2 separate regions of the Hordeum vulgare genome follow, and region 1 is linked to region 2. Evidence: chromatin contacts called from public Hi-C data. All regions are on one chromosome and are shown on one strand. Each heading gives the region's core, a stretch centred on a gene start, on an enhancer-like site or on the middle of the called end of the contact. The rest is flanking DNA. Distances are from core to core; before and after follow the strand shown. Region 1 holds the start of LOC123452427 (eukaryotic translation initiation factor 3 subunit C-like). Region 2 holds the start of LOC123397172 (U-box domain-containing protein 38-like).

Region 1 (7,113 bases), core at 3,340-5,839, 250 kb before region 2:
GGACAGAAAAAGCACTACGTGCTTTATTATTAGGGGAGAATCTCCTTCGTGACTGACCCAAATGTGTTTTTGTTCCATGAGCCCAATCTCTTTGAGACCCTTCTTAATTTCGCTCTTAGCTGTTGTAGATCCTTCGCTTGTCCATCCTCAACCCAGCTCGACGATATTGTCTCTTGCCATGACTCGTGAGTTTCCCACATCACCTCATATTTAAAATCCCGATACTTTAGGGGACTTGAAACTCCCTTAAGTTCTAGTAAAATAGGGTTGTGATCTGAATTTGATGCTGTGAGGTGTCGTAAGTGAGCATCCGGGAACATCTCACTCCAATCTGAGTTAGCTAGGGCTCGGTCCAAACGCACCTGCGTATAAGTGCCACCAGTCACTTTCTTTTCAAAAGTCCATAACTTCCCCTGGAAGCGTATATCCATCAACATGCACATGTCCACCGCATCTCAGAGCAGTTGTATCCGAGCATTACTCCTCTGTCCTATACCCTCTTGTTCCTCCGGACGTAGCACCTCATTAAAATCTCCCATACACACCCAGGGTAGATTACTGAGTGAGTGTATACCCTTAAGAATATCCCAACCACTGTAATGAAGGTGGGTTTGCGCGTCTCCATAGAACAGTGTTGCTCTCCACTGCGGTTGACCTGGTTCCTCCACAATGCAATCAATGTGATAAAAAGAATAACCAAGGATATCAATCTTTATTAGATCATTCCAAAACAATCCTGGACTACCACTTCTACCTTGACTACTTACAGCATAGCCATTATCATATCCAATACTCCCTGCTAAGTTTTCTACCCTTAATCTATCAATCTGTGTTTCAACAATACAAAATAGGGTAGGGGCAAAATTCTTCACGAGGTCGCGAAGCTTTCGAACTTTCGCAGCGTTGCCCGCACCACGGTAGTTCCAACTTAAGATACTCATTGTGCCCGGCGGTACTCCCCATGGGAGCCCGACGATCTTTCATCCGAAGTGTCTGTGTTGTTGAAATCAAGTTTGTTTCCACCAACCGTTCCCATGTTGCCTATCTTCTTCTCCTTTGCTGCATTTTTTGGCCTCTTACTATCCTTCCTATGGGAAACATACACTGGTGGGAGAGGAGGAACCAGGGGCGTATCTCCCCTGACCACAAGATCCAGGTGGTTGTGCAGTTCATCATCCCCTTTTTCTTCTGTTGATGTGCTAGGACGATTTTGAACCGAGGTCCGTTTGAGAGATTGCAGCGTGTCAGCATTTGTGAGCACCATCGATGCGAGGTGCTGCAAGACTTCATAGGCTTGATCCTCTTCTGGGTTCCAGCCTGCAGGAGCTGTGTGGGTCTGCTGCGCATTAAAGCGCCAGCTCTGGGAAGAATCATAGTGAGTTCGACTCCTGCCACGGCCTCCTGACCAGGCATTCCCTCTCCCCCTCTGGGACGAGCTCCCCCGGCCAAAAGGCCTAGAGCGTATACTGTCAACAAAAAGAAACTCTCCCCTCAAAGGATGTCACTCACATCACGTTCACCTTTGCCGCATTCCTCATGCCAGTGGCCGAACTCCCCACAATGGAAACAGAAAGTCGGGAGCTTCTCATACTTAACTTGGTACATTACCCTCTCGTTTCCCTTCTTTGCCGTGACAAATCTCTTGATCTTTGCATTGATATCTATCTTCACTTTTACTCTAACAAATTCTCCAAAAAACCCTGTTGGTAGCTTCAACTGAACTTCTTCCACGTCGCCTATCCGAGATGCTAGACCTCTAACTGCCGGTTCTATCAGGAACTTGTCTGGCAGCCTGTGAATCTGAGCCCATACAACCAACTTATCCAGTTTGAACGAATCAGGGTTTTTGAAGCCATCATATTCCTGTATAATCACCACTCGATCACGAATCAGCCATGGTCCTTCAGACATCGCTTTGTTCCAGTCCCCGAGACAGCCAAACTACGCCGTGAATAAGTTCTCTCTGATCTTCGGCCATACTACAGGTTTTGCGGGATTCCAAGCCGCCCTCATGTCTCCATACAACGCGTTCGGGTTGAAAGTTTTTGGTGTGTGTACCCTGGCAATCACGTGTTGGGGCAGGCCTAGCTAGCGCTCTTTCTCTCTGCGGATGGAGGTAGAAGAAGGAGCAAGAGACAACAGAAGTTTTCCGGCGACGAACGCCTAGCCGCACGTACGGCTCAATCTTTTCTTTCTTCTCACACCGGCTCGCCCACTGGCAGCAATACATAACGGAGAGCCTTATACGCACGGCAAACGTGCCCTCCACTTTGCCGCTCGATCCGGCCGCGCGCACGACGCGCACAAACGCGCTTCACGCGGCTCATTCTATCCGATCGTAACAACAGCTACTGCATGCACAACTCCTCCAGCTACGTACGCGGTAAGCTAACAAACTCCAACTCACGCACTACTAACAACCTGGCCAGGTGCCCAACTAACGACGCTAACATGCAGCCTAGCCAGAGCAGACTCAAAGTCGCATGCAGCTGCAGCACTCCTGCACATACAAACGCCACGACGGCCAGCACACCCAGTGCGCGCGCACACACTGGTCTCCACTGCTGCGTCGTGTTTTATTTTCCTAACAATCTCCCCCTAATACACGACCTACAGCAGTGCAGGTCCGTCGTCGTCGATGTCGGCAAAGAGAGCCTTCTCTTCCGTCGCCTTCTTTGGCTTCCAGCAGTCGCGGGAGAAATGCCCACGCACACCGCAGTTGTAGCACCGACCACGCCGCCTTCCTCTGCTGCCCGACGCCGTGCTGCCCGCGTCAACATCGTCGTTGTCGAACTTGCCGCCTTGCTGACGTTGCCGCGTCTCCCATTGAGCCGCCGTGAGCATGAGCTGGTCGCCGCCTCGTCCGCCGCTGTCCTGAGTGCGCCGCCTCGTCCGCTCCTCGAACGCCTTCAGCCGCCCAAGCGCCTCCTCGAACGGCATGTCGTCGACGTCGCAGAACTGCTCAATTCCGGCCACCGCTGCATACAGCCGGTCCGGCACGGTGTCGAGCAGTTTCTTCACCATTGTCGCGTCGTCGAGCGTTGCTCCGAGGGCCGCGTACCTTGCCGCCATGCCGCTGATCCTCCCGGCGTACGCGTCCAGCTCGTCGCCGTCCTCCATGCGCATGCGATCGAACTCGCCGCGGAGAGTAGAGAGCCGCGCCGCCCTCACCCGGTCTGCGCCGACGAACCGCGTCTTGAGGCTCGCCCACAGCTCTGCCGCCGTCTTCTTCGACGACACCTGCAGCAGGATGTCTTCGGAGAGCGCTCCGAGGAGGTATGCCCTCGCCGGCTTGTCCTTCTTCGCGATGACCGCCGCCGCCGAGTCCTCCGCCGAAACCACCGCTTCCCACAGCCCTTGCGCGTCGAGGTTCGCCTCCACCTTGATCGCCCACACGGTGTAGTTGTCACCGGTGAGCATCGGCACGGGGAGCGACACCGTGCTCCCTCCGGCGCCGTACGGGACGATGGACATGGTCGACGTAGTGGATCGCAACAAAGCTCTGTATACCAAATGTTGGGGCAGGCCTAGCTAGCTCTCTCTCTCTCTCTGCGGATGGAGGTAGAAGAAGGAGCAAGAGACAACAGAAGTTTTCCGGCGACGAACGCCTAGCCGCACGTACGGCTCAATCTTTTCTTTCTTCTCACACCGGCTCGCCCACTGGCAGCAATACATAACGGAGAGCCTTATACGCACGGCAAACGTGCTCTCCACTCTGCCGCTCGATCCGGCCGCGCGCACGACGCGCACAAACGCGCTCTACGCAGCTCATTCTATCCGATCGTAACAGCAGCTACTGCATGCACAACTCCTCCAGCTACGTACGCGGTAAGCTAACAAACTTCAACTCACGCACTACTAACAACCTGGCCAGGTGCCCAACTAACGACGCTAACATGCAGCCTAGCCAGAGCAGACTCAAAGTCGCATGCAGCTGCAGCACTCCTGCACATACAAACGCCACGACGGCCAGCACACCCAGTGCGCGCGCACACACTGGTCTCCACTGCTGGGTCGTGTTTTATTTTCCTAACATCACGAGCCACTTCGCTGGTTCATCCATGTCCGGGATTTCTTCTTTCCAAACAAACTCATGTGCCTCCTCTTCCTGCAGGGTCATCCTTGCCAGAAGCTCCTGTGTCGAGATCATCAATCGCTAGATCGGATCGTCGACTATCGTAGAAAGAATTCCGGCGATGGCCGCCGGAAGATAGAAAAACCCTAGGGTTTATTGCCTCGGGGAACGTAGTGCCCCGACCCCCAGCGATTTTAGTGGTAGCCTCGTGCCGGCGATGAGAATCACCGCCAGAGACCAGAGTAGAAGAAACCCTAAACAACACGGTAGTTTTTTTTAGCAAATACAAGAGGATGGGTACGGGGTGCGCTCGTATATATGCAGCTAATGTTCGCTGGGTAGAAAAATTGGAAAGAGAGCATAGGTCCAGCCCCCAGCCCATTTTACTCCAAACAATACGCCGACCCAGCCCACTAAGAGTCCACTTGCTTAAAAGAAAAAAAGCCCACCAAGAGTCCAGCGCGAAAAAAACTCTCTCATAAAAAAAACCCTTCCGAAACCAAACCCTAGCCCTCTCCGCCTTGATCTACAGTGCTTCCGCGCCTCCGCCTCCCACGCCTCCATTCTCCGCGAGATCCGAGCCTACTCCGCTCCGCCGACGCAACTCAAGGCAAGGTAAGATCTACCTGATCGAATTTCTCTCCGAGTTGGCATTGCATCCCGGCGACCAGCGCTCTCGGCCCCGCCGCCTCGTCGCGCGCCAGCCACCGCCGTGTCCCAGCCCTAGCCGCCGACGAGAGGACGGGCGCCACCCCGATTCCGTGGGATCTCGCGGACTCTATGCATAGCTGACCTGTCGTGTTTGGTCGCGCCGTTGCTCGTTCTATCTCACGATTCCTGAATTCAGTTGGTTTGTGTTCAGGTGATAGGTATAGATCTATGCTCATCGACGCCAACTTAGGTTTAACTGCTTCTGATGAGCTAATGTTTGTCCTGAGGTTTGATTGATCCATCTGAATCGGTCCGTATGCATGGTTCTGCTATTCCGCTAGGGTCAATTGCGTGTTCTGAGGATACAAGTTATTATTCTTTCTGCCAGCCTGTGGTTCAATTAAACTCCGTTTGCATTCTTCTGTAGTTTGTTCTGATTGTAATTCTTTCTCTACCTGTATTACTTTTGCAGAGCTTTGAATCTAGTTGAAGGAAAACAAACAAACAACAGCCATGGCATCTCGTTTTTGGGGACAGGTACTGAGTCGCCGACTCCAATTCTTTGTTTCATCCTTATATACAGTAACTAATATGTATAAATTTCATCCTTGTCAAATGCATTAATACCTTTATCTTCGTTCTGTTCCACCCAATATCAGGGAGACAGTGACTCTGAGGAGGAGGTGGACGAGATTGAGTCAGAACAAGGGAGCGATAGTGAAAAATCAGAAGCTGGTGATGGGGGTCGTGATGTGTCCAAGAACCGCTATTTGTATACAGAGGACAGTGACGACTCTGATACTGAGAGCCATCGTGTGATTCGCTCGTTGAAGGACAAGCGCAATGATGAGATGAAAGCTACTGCCGACCAGATGCGCAATGCAATGAAGATCAATGACTGGCTTAGCTTGCAAGAGAGCTTTGACAAGCTCAATAAGCAGCTTGAGAAGGTTGTTCGTGTCAATGAATCTACCAAAATTCCAAATAGGTACATCACAACTCTTGTATTACTGGAGGACTTCCTTGCTGAGGCTCTTGCAAAAAAGGAACCCAAGATGAAGATGAGCAGTAGCAATTTCAAGGCACTCGGTGCAGTGAGACAAAAACTTAGGAAGAACAATAAGCAGTATGTAGACCTGATCCAGAAGTGCAGAGATAATCCAGAGAGTTTTGAAGATGACATTGCAGATGACAAGGTTTTGGGTGATGACAGTAGTGATGATGGTACTGACGTAGATATTGTGGATCCTGAACCAGGTGACAGTACCGATGACAATAAGAGTAATCCGGGTGGATCCTGGGAAAAGAAGTTGAGCAAGAAAGATAAGACTATGGACAAACAGTTCTTGAAAGACCCCAGTGAGATTACATGGGATATTGTTGATAAAAAGCTTAAGGAGATTGTGGCGTCGAGGGGTAAGAAGGGCACTGGGAGAATTGAGCGTGTGGAGAAGCTAACCTTTTTGACTCGTGTGGCAAAAACTCCTGCCCAGAAGCTTGAAGTTCTTTTTCATGTGATTTCTGCTCAGTTTGATGTCAATCCTAGCTTACTTGGTCATATGCCGATCAACGTGTGGAAGAAGTGTGTTGATAATATGCTTCTTGTGCTTGATATACTGCAACAATATCCTAATATTGTTGTAGACACCTCAGTGGAGCCTGATGATAAGGAAACTCAGAAGGGTGCTGACTACGATGGAACGATCCATGTTACAGGTGACCTTGTTGCGTTTCTGGAGAGAATTGACTCTGAATTTTTCAAGAGTTTACAGTGCAGCGATCCATATACAAAAGATTATGTGCAGAGGCTTAGAGATGAACCCTTGTTTTTGGTGGTTGCACAGAATGTCCAAGATTACCAAGAAAGGGTTCAGAACTTTAAGGCTGCTGCGAAGGTTGCATTGCGTCGTGTTGAACTAGTCTACTACAAACCTCAAGAAGTGTATGATGCAATGAGGAAACTGGCTGAGCAGACCGAACTTAGCATGGATGATGGAGATACTGAGGCTGGTGAAGAGCATCAAAAAGCTGATGACAATAGGGGACCACCACCATTTGTTGTGATTCCAGAGGTCGTGCCTAGGAAGCCTACTTTCCCACCAAGCAACAGAGAATTGATGGATGATCTGATGTCTCTTATTTACAAGTATGGAGATGAAAGGACCAAAGCCCGAGGAATGCTGTGTCAGATATATCACTATGCAATCTCTGATGAATTTTCAGTGGCTCGTGACTTGACCTTAATGAGTCATTTACAAGATGGGGTTCAACTTATGGACATATCATCACAGATTTTATACAACAGGGTCATGGCCCAACTGGGGTTATGTGCTTTCAGGGCTGGTTTTATTGCTGAAGCTCATGGTTGCCTGTCTGAGCTATATTCA
Region 2 (6,360 bases), core at 1,825-4,324:
AATGACGAATGGGTTTCGGGAGTTCACCGGGGGGGCAACCCACCCCGGGGAAGCCCATAGGCCTTGAGGGTGGCGCACCAGCCCTTAGTGGGCTGGTGGGACAGCCCAAAAGGGCCCTATGCGCCTAGGAAAGAAAATCAAAGAGAAAAGAAAAAAAAAGAGGAGGTGGGAAGGGAAGGAAGGACTCCCACCCACCAAACCAAGTCCAACTCGGTTTGGGGGGGAGCCTTCCCCCCTTGGCTCGGCCGACCCCCTTGGGGCTCCTTGAGCCCCAAGGCAAGGTCCCCTCCCTCCCACCTATATATACAGAGGTTTTAGGGCTGATTTGAGACGACTTTTCCACGGCAGCCCGACCACATACCTCCACGGTTTTTCCTCTAGATCGCGTTTCTGCGGAGCTCGGGCGGAGCCCTGCTGAGACAAGGTCATCACCAACCTCCGGAGCGCCGTCACGCTGCCGGAGAACTCTTCTGCCTCTCCTTCTCTCTTGCTGGATCAAGAAGGCCGAGATCATCGTCGAGCTGTACGTGTGCTGAACGCGGAGGTGCCGTCCATTCGGTACTAGATCGTGGGACTGATCGCGGGATTGTTCGCGGGGCGGATCGAGGGACGTGAGGACGTTCCACTACATCAACCGCGTTCACTAACGATTCTGCTGTACGATCTACAAGGATACGTAGATCACTCATCCCCTCTCGTAGATGGACATCTCCATGATAGGTCTTCGTGCGCGTAGGAAAATTTTTGTTTCCCATCCGACGTTCCCCTACATTTATTTGTGAACAAACAAATGCTAAAGAATCATTTATTCTCCACTTGATCTAAAGATCATTCGTCCACTGAAACTGCAATCTGCATCAAATCCCACGACACAATTCTGTAGTCAAAATGCCCAATCAATCATGGTTGTGTCAAAGATAAGGCAAGGATGATCCCAGTAAGCATTTAAGAGAATTGTGCTGCTGAAGAAGATACGAAAGACACACTTATCAAAATTTCTCACGGGTAGGAAAATCACAAAAACGAAGGAGGGGATCAAGATTGACGAACCTTTGACATCATGTCCTGAAGTACGGGTTGTTGGCGCTCCCCTCATCCTTGTACTTGTTCTACTCAGCCGCACGCACCCTCGATGTAGCCACCGCCGAGATGTTGTAAGGACGTCATGCGGGTCGGCGGCCTGAGGGCAGGGGTCGGACTCAGGGCGGGCGCTCTCCTCGGAGAGCTCACCGGCTCCCGCGGCCCTTCTCTTCATATCCCTGCAGCGGCGACGGAGGTGAGGGTGGTTGCGCCCGGTTTCCCGCGACTTGGGGATCGCCGCGGCGGCGACGGCGGTGGGGGTGGCGGTGCGCATGATCGTCATCGGCAGAAGCGAGCGAGGGGACCCCCTTCTCCTTGGTCCCTCCGCTGCGGTCCTTCCTCGCTCAGGCGGCGACGATATTTTGCAGGGGAGAGATGAGATCGGGAGCGAGGGGTGGGGGAGAGGGGAGAGGTGGGTGTGGTACGTGTGGGCTGGTTTTTGGGAGTGCGAGCGAGATCGAGTGGTTTTTTTACTCTGTGCGATCGAGGGGGTGGGGATGGGGATCGATAGGTGGTCGAACGGTAGAGGGTTTTCTTTTTGAACCGGTTTTTTTCTGTATCTAATCTATTGGTTTTTGGAGGGATGGAAAAAGTCGGTGGGCCTGCTAGCGGTGGCAGTGCTAGCGAGGGGCGATTTCTCGTGGTCGAACAATCACGACAGACGGCAGATCCCTCTTTAATAGTAGAGAGATGTTTTAGTGTTTACTTATTTCCATAGAGGTTGTACATTTTAAATATATATTTGAAAAAAATATAAATATCTTACATTTTTCAAATGCATATTGTTTTTCAAAAACACATTTTAACTCTTTTGAATACATTATTTAAGTACGCACTGGAACATTTTTTAATGATAAAAACATTTTTCCTAAACTATTCAATATATTTTTTACATTGTAGAAACATTATTTTTTGAAAATGTCACGGACATATTTCTAAAACTTATAAATATTTTTAAAATGTAATTTACATAATTTTAATGTGCAACTCATTTTTTTAGTTATAGAAACATTTTTTACAATGTACTCCCTTCGGTCTTAAATATAAGTCTTTGTAGAGATTTCACTAGTGACTACATACGGATTATAATGAATGAATCTCGCTTTAAAATATTTCTATATACATCCATATGTAGTCCGTAGTGGAACCTTAAAAAAGATTTATATTTCGAAACGGAGGAAGTATAAACACCTTTAAAAATTGTCACATAAATCTTCTAATTGACATTGTACATCTTTCATATACATCATATTTTTTCTATACATGTTTAACATTTTTGAAATGCAAGATAAATATTTTTTTAATTATGTAAAGTATGTTTTGTAATATATATATTTAGAATATAGCTAAATATAAAATAGTTAGAAAATAAAACAAAAAATTGAATAAAAAAGGAAGATAAATAACATCAAATAATAACATGATCTCAGCTTAATGATTGGACATGGTCACTGGGCCGGCACGAAACCTGCTCCGTGCAGGGGAGTCATGGTAGGACCCACAGCGGGCGACACATATCCGCCCGGCTTCCGCCCCCACGGAAATCTCTGGGAGCTCTTGTTCGGCACTTTAAGCAGGTTGCTGGCGCGGACGCCGATGGAAATTTGGGCTGGCCCATTATACACAAGCGCTTCGCTCGATCGCATGCAGGTCACTCCTTCATTCGATCGCTGGATCTTTTTTTTTTTTGTTACTAGCAAAAGGACCCGTGCGTTTCAACGGAAAAAAATAATACCACATATTTTTAATTAAAGAATTTAGAGAAAGAAATTAAAGAAAAGAGATAGTAGTATTGCACAGTCCATTAGGCGTGCCAATGCCCAGCCTTACCCACTCCTAAATCCCCTAACCTAGCCCGTGACACCACATAGTAAATTTGGCCTCGCGCTCAACAAGGAGAACCGCGCCGCCATCGGCGTGCTGGGCGCGGTGCCTCCCCTGTTGGACCTCCTGACCTCCCCCGCCCACCACCCGCGCGCGCCGCGACACCGGGATGGCCATCTACCACCTCTCGCTGGCCGCCGTCAACCAGTCCAAGGTCGCCCGCTTCCCGGGGGCATCCAAGGCGCTCCTCAGCGTCGCGTCGAGCGCCGTCGAGCCCATGCCCATCCGCAGGCTGGCCCTCATGGTGATCTGCAACGTGGGCGGCTGCTCGGAGGGCCGCGCCTCTCTGATGGACGCGGGCGTCGTCGCGGCCGTGTCCGGCAGCCTCCTCTCCTCCCACGACGTCGCCGAGCTGGAGGAGTGGTGCGTGGCGGCGATCTACGCGCTGAGCCGCGGCAGCCTCCGGTTCCGCAGCCTGGCGCGCGCGGCCGGCGCGGACAAGGCCCTCCGCTGCGTGGCCGAGGAGGGGACCCCCGGCGGCGTCCGGCGCGAGATGGCGAGGAAGACGCTGCGCGCCATGCGGGGCGACCTGGACGAGGAGGCGGACCTGACCGGCAGCAGCCTGGAGTGCGGCGACGGGGACGACTACGGCGGGAGCATCGTGTCGGACGGGTTCATGTCGTTCCAGTTTAATTACCTAAAAGATAGGGGCTTTTTAAAAAGGCAGCGATGGGTTTTTCGACGGAAGTGCAGTTCAAAATTTCACAGGTCTTCTATTTTAATACGGCTTGCATGTAGATTTAATACGTACAAAGAATCAGTCAAGTGACCTTCAGTTTCATCTCTAATCCTGATTTAGTTGACGTGTCCATTCCCAACCCGGATGAGTACCGGTATGAAAGAAAGACGAATAATGACTTATTTATTAAGATTGCACCCTAGATAGTATTTTTATTAAACATTTAACAGATAAAATAATATCATATTTAAATTCTACATATTTTTCTAATCAAACTCCATGTATAATATGTTAAATTTGGAGTTACGGTTTAAAAGATATGAGTATTTAAAAAAATATTTAATATATACTACGAGTTTAATGTCATAACCAGTAAGGGCTTTTTTTGTAAAATCACCTCGATGGGTTTTCCGATGGAAGCGATAGCCTCTTTATTATTAGGTAAAGATATCAGATGAAAAAAAGATTGGTTGTTGACTGATGACTCTTACATAAATGTTCACCAAAAATCGAAAAACAAATCAAGTATCGAATTAAAAAATCATCAATTTTGAAAAAAAATCAAATTCGAAAAAGGTTCATCAATTTTGAAAAACCAAAAAATTCATCGTATTTCGAAAAAAAAAAGGTTCGTCAAAATGGAAAAGGTTCTTCAGTTTTGAAAAAAAGTTCACGAATTTAAGGAAAAAACAAGAAACATAAAAACAAAAATGGAGAACATAGGCGGGCATTTCATGTATGTAGAAATGAAAAACAAAACACATATATACGCATGAAGATGGCGTAGTGGTTAGGGCAGTCGACCCGAAGCGAGGAGATCGCGGGTTTCGAACACTGTCACTCCTATTCCCGAACCAGTTTTGAGTTCTCGAACAGGACAAAAAACGTAAAAATGGCCCGGCCAGGAGTTGAGGCATAGTGCATGCTGGTTTGCAGGTTGAACTGCAACCAGCGCCTGAAGTGCCAAATAGGGTCTGCCCAAATTTTCCAGGTTTCTAGCACGTCATATTGGTACATGCTGCAGCAGTTGGGTCTGGAATTGCTCCGTTGCCAACTGGTCGCTCATATCATAAAAATGGGCCATATTAGCCAAAAAAAATTGGCATCTAACCTCGACCATGCAGGCCACATCTACCTCAGCCCAGTTACTCCACAGCCACGCTAAACAAAACTGGTTTGCAGTCCTCTTACCAAAAAAAAAAAACGCTCAAAAAAATGTTCTCTTACAAAAAAAAAAAAAAAAAAAAAATGTCTGCAGTCATCTCGAGGCATCATGCTTCGCTGTCTCTTTTATTAGTAAAGGTATATAAAAGATGAGCAAATTCTCGTGTGAAATAGGGTAGTCAGCTAACTGACAAACTTTGTCTAATCACACCCACCACTTGAAGTTACTTTCGGAGCTCCCATTACAAGTTACTTTCACAGAGATCCTTCAGAATTCGACTGACGGCTAATATATTCATACTTTTCCCACAATTTCCGCAACGTCGTTTTCTCGTGTCCAGACTCGCTTCATTCGGAGCTCTTCAGCCTTCACATGAATGGGCACCGTGACACCCGTTGTAAATTAGGAATCAGAAACCAAGTCTTCAAAAAGAACAGTAGAATTTTCAACCCTAATTAAAGTGGACAGAAGCTCAGTTTGTCTGGCTATTCAATAACCATTTGAAAGGCTAAAAACTTCGGCAGACAAACCTTTTGCGTGTTGCAAAAAAAAGGCTGAAAACTTCAAAGGAAGAATAGATGTGTATATACTACTTCAAACATCAAAACTATCCTCTCTGAATGACCAAAGATGAGAAGTAAAAAATGCAAGGTACCATTCTCGCAGATTGTCATTTTCAAATCAATACAGTAATCCATTCAGCTATTTACCAATCCCAATAATCCTTTTCACAAAAAAATATCATTACAGGAACACAGCTCGAAATGTGAAACATAAATATTACAGGTTCGTTAAATAGATGGACACACACAAAAAGTACCACCAAATAAAATCTACCCTGATGCAAGCCAGCCTACATCATCATGCATACCAGTGACATCATATTACCCTACCATTGATAGTGACTGAAGAGACCCAGGGGGAAGGGGTCAATAAGTAATAAATGACAATGGTATACTTCAAACCACTTCAAATCAAGCAAATTATTTGACTTTAAAGTTCTCCGCAAAGTGGGCATAATAGAGGCACATTAAAATGAAGGGGATATGACAGAATACTTACAGAGTTGCCCCTGGGTATCCCTGAAAGGCACTCGCACATCAAATGGCTCCAAGAGTATAGCTTAAAGTTTTTACAAGGAGCCAGTATGAACAGGACAGCTGCCAGCAAGAATCAGAGAAGATGCAATCTAAAGGTCAGATCATGCTAATAAACTATTGCATGATGTAATACTATATTAGGAATTGCCAGACATAGACGGAACTTCACGATAAAAGCACCTGATATAGTATAGATAGCAATAAGATGTTGTGGTTGTTGTTCATGTATGCTAATGCCGACTTATCATGCTTTTACCAAATGTTGTGTCAAAACAAAAAAAAGGACGGTTGCCACCCACCATCCAGAAGAGGAAAATATTTAGCAGTATTTATGGCATCCACATTTAGAGACTTCTGATGTACAATTAGCGTGCCATTTCTTGGAATATCAATTCAGGGTATATGTGAATCTTTTTTGAGAAAGTGTATATGTGAATGTTACTTCTTCTCTT

The links. Hi-C and Micro-C count contacts between places; a contact is called where the count stands out from the background.
Region 1: a contact with region 2 is called in a Hi-C map of leaf, with 3 times the contacts expected there. The contact joins the promoter of LOC123452427 here to the promoter of LOC123397172 in region 2. A contact is called at or near these places in 2 of 6 Hi-C or Micro-C datasets (leaf and seedling).

What each region holds. Positions count from the first base shown.
Region 1 is chr5H:535,325,575-535,332,687 of MorexV3_pseudomolecules_assembly, reverse strand. LOC123452427 (eukaryotic translation initiation factor 3 subunit C-like) reads left to right here and starts at 4,589. Exons shown (of 4, transcript XM_045129073.1): 1 at 4,589-4,690; 2 at 5,199-5,263; 3 at 5,386-7,113. The coding sequence starts at 5,240.
Region 2 is chr5H:535,079,677-535,086,036 of MorexV3_pseudomolecules_assembly, reverse strand. It overlaps LOC123397172 (U-box domain-containing protein 38-like), which reads left to right and starts at 3,074. Exons shown (of 2, transcript XM_045091823.1): 1 at 3,074-3,672; 2 at 3,764-3,767. The coding sequence starts at 3,074. The coding sequence ends at 3,767. LOC123452424 (a long non-coding RNA gene) reads right to left here and starts at 1,517. Exons shown (of 3, transcript XR_006632599.1): 1 at 1,051-1,517.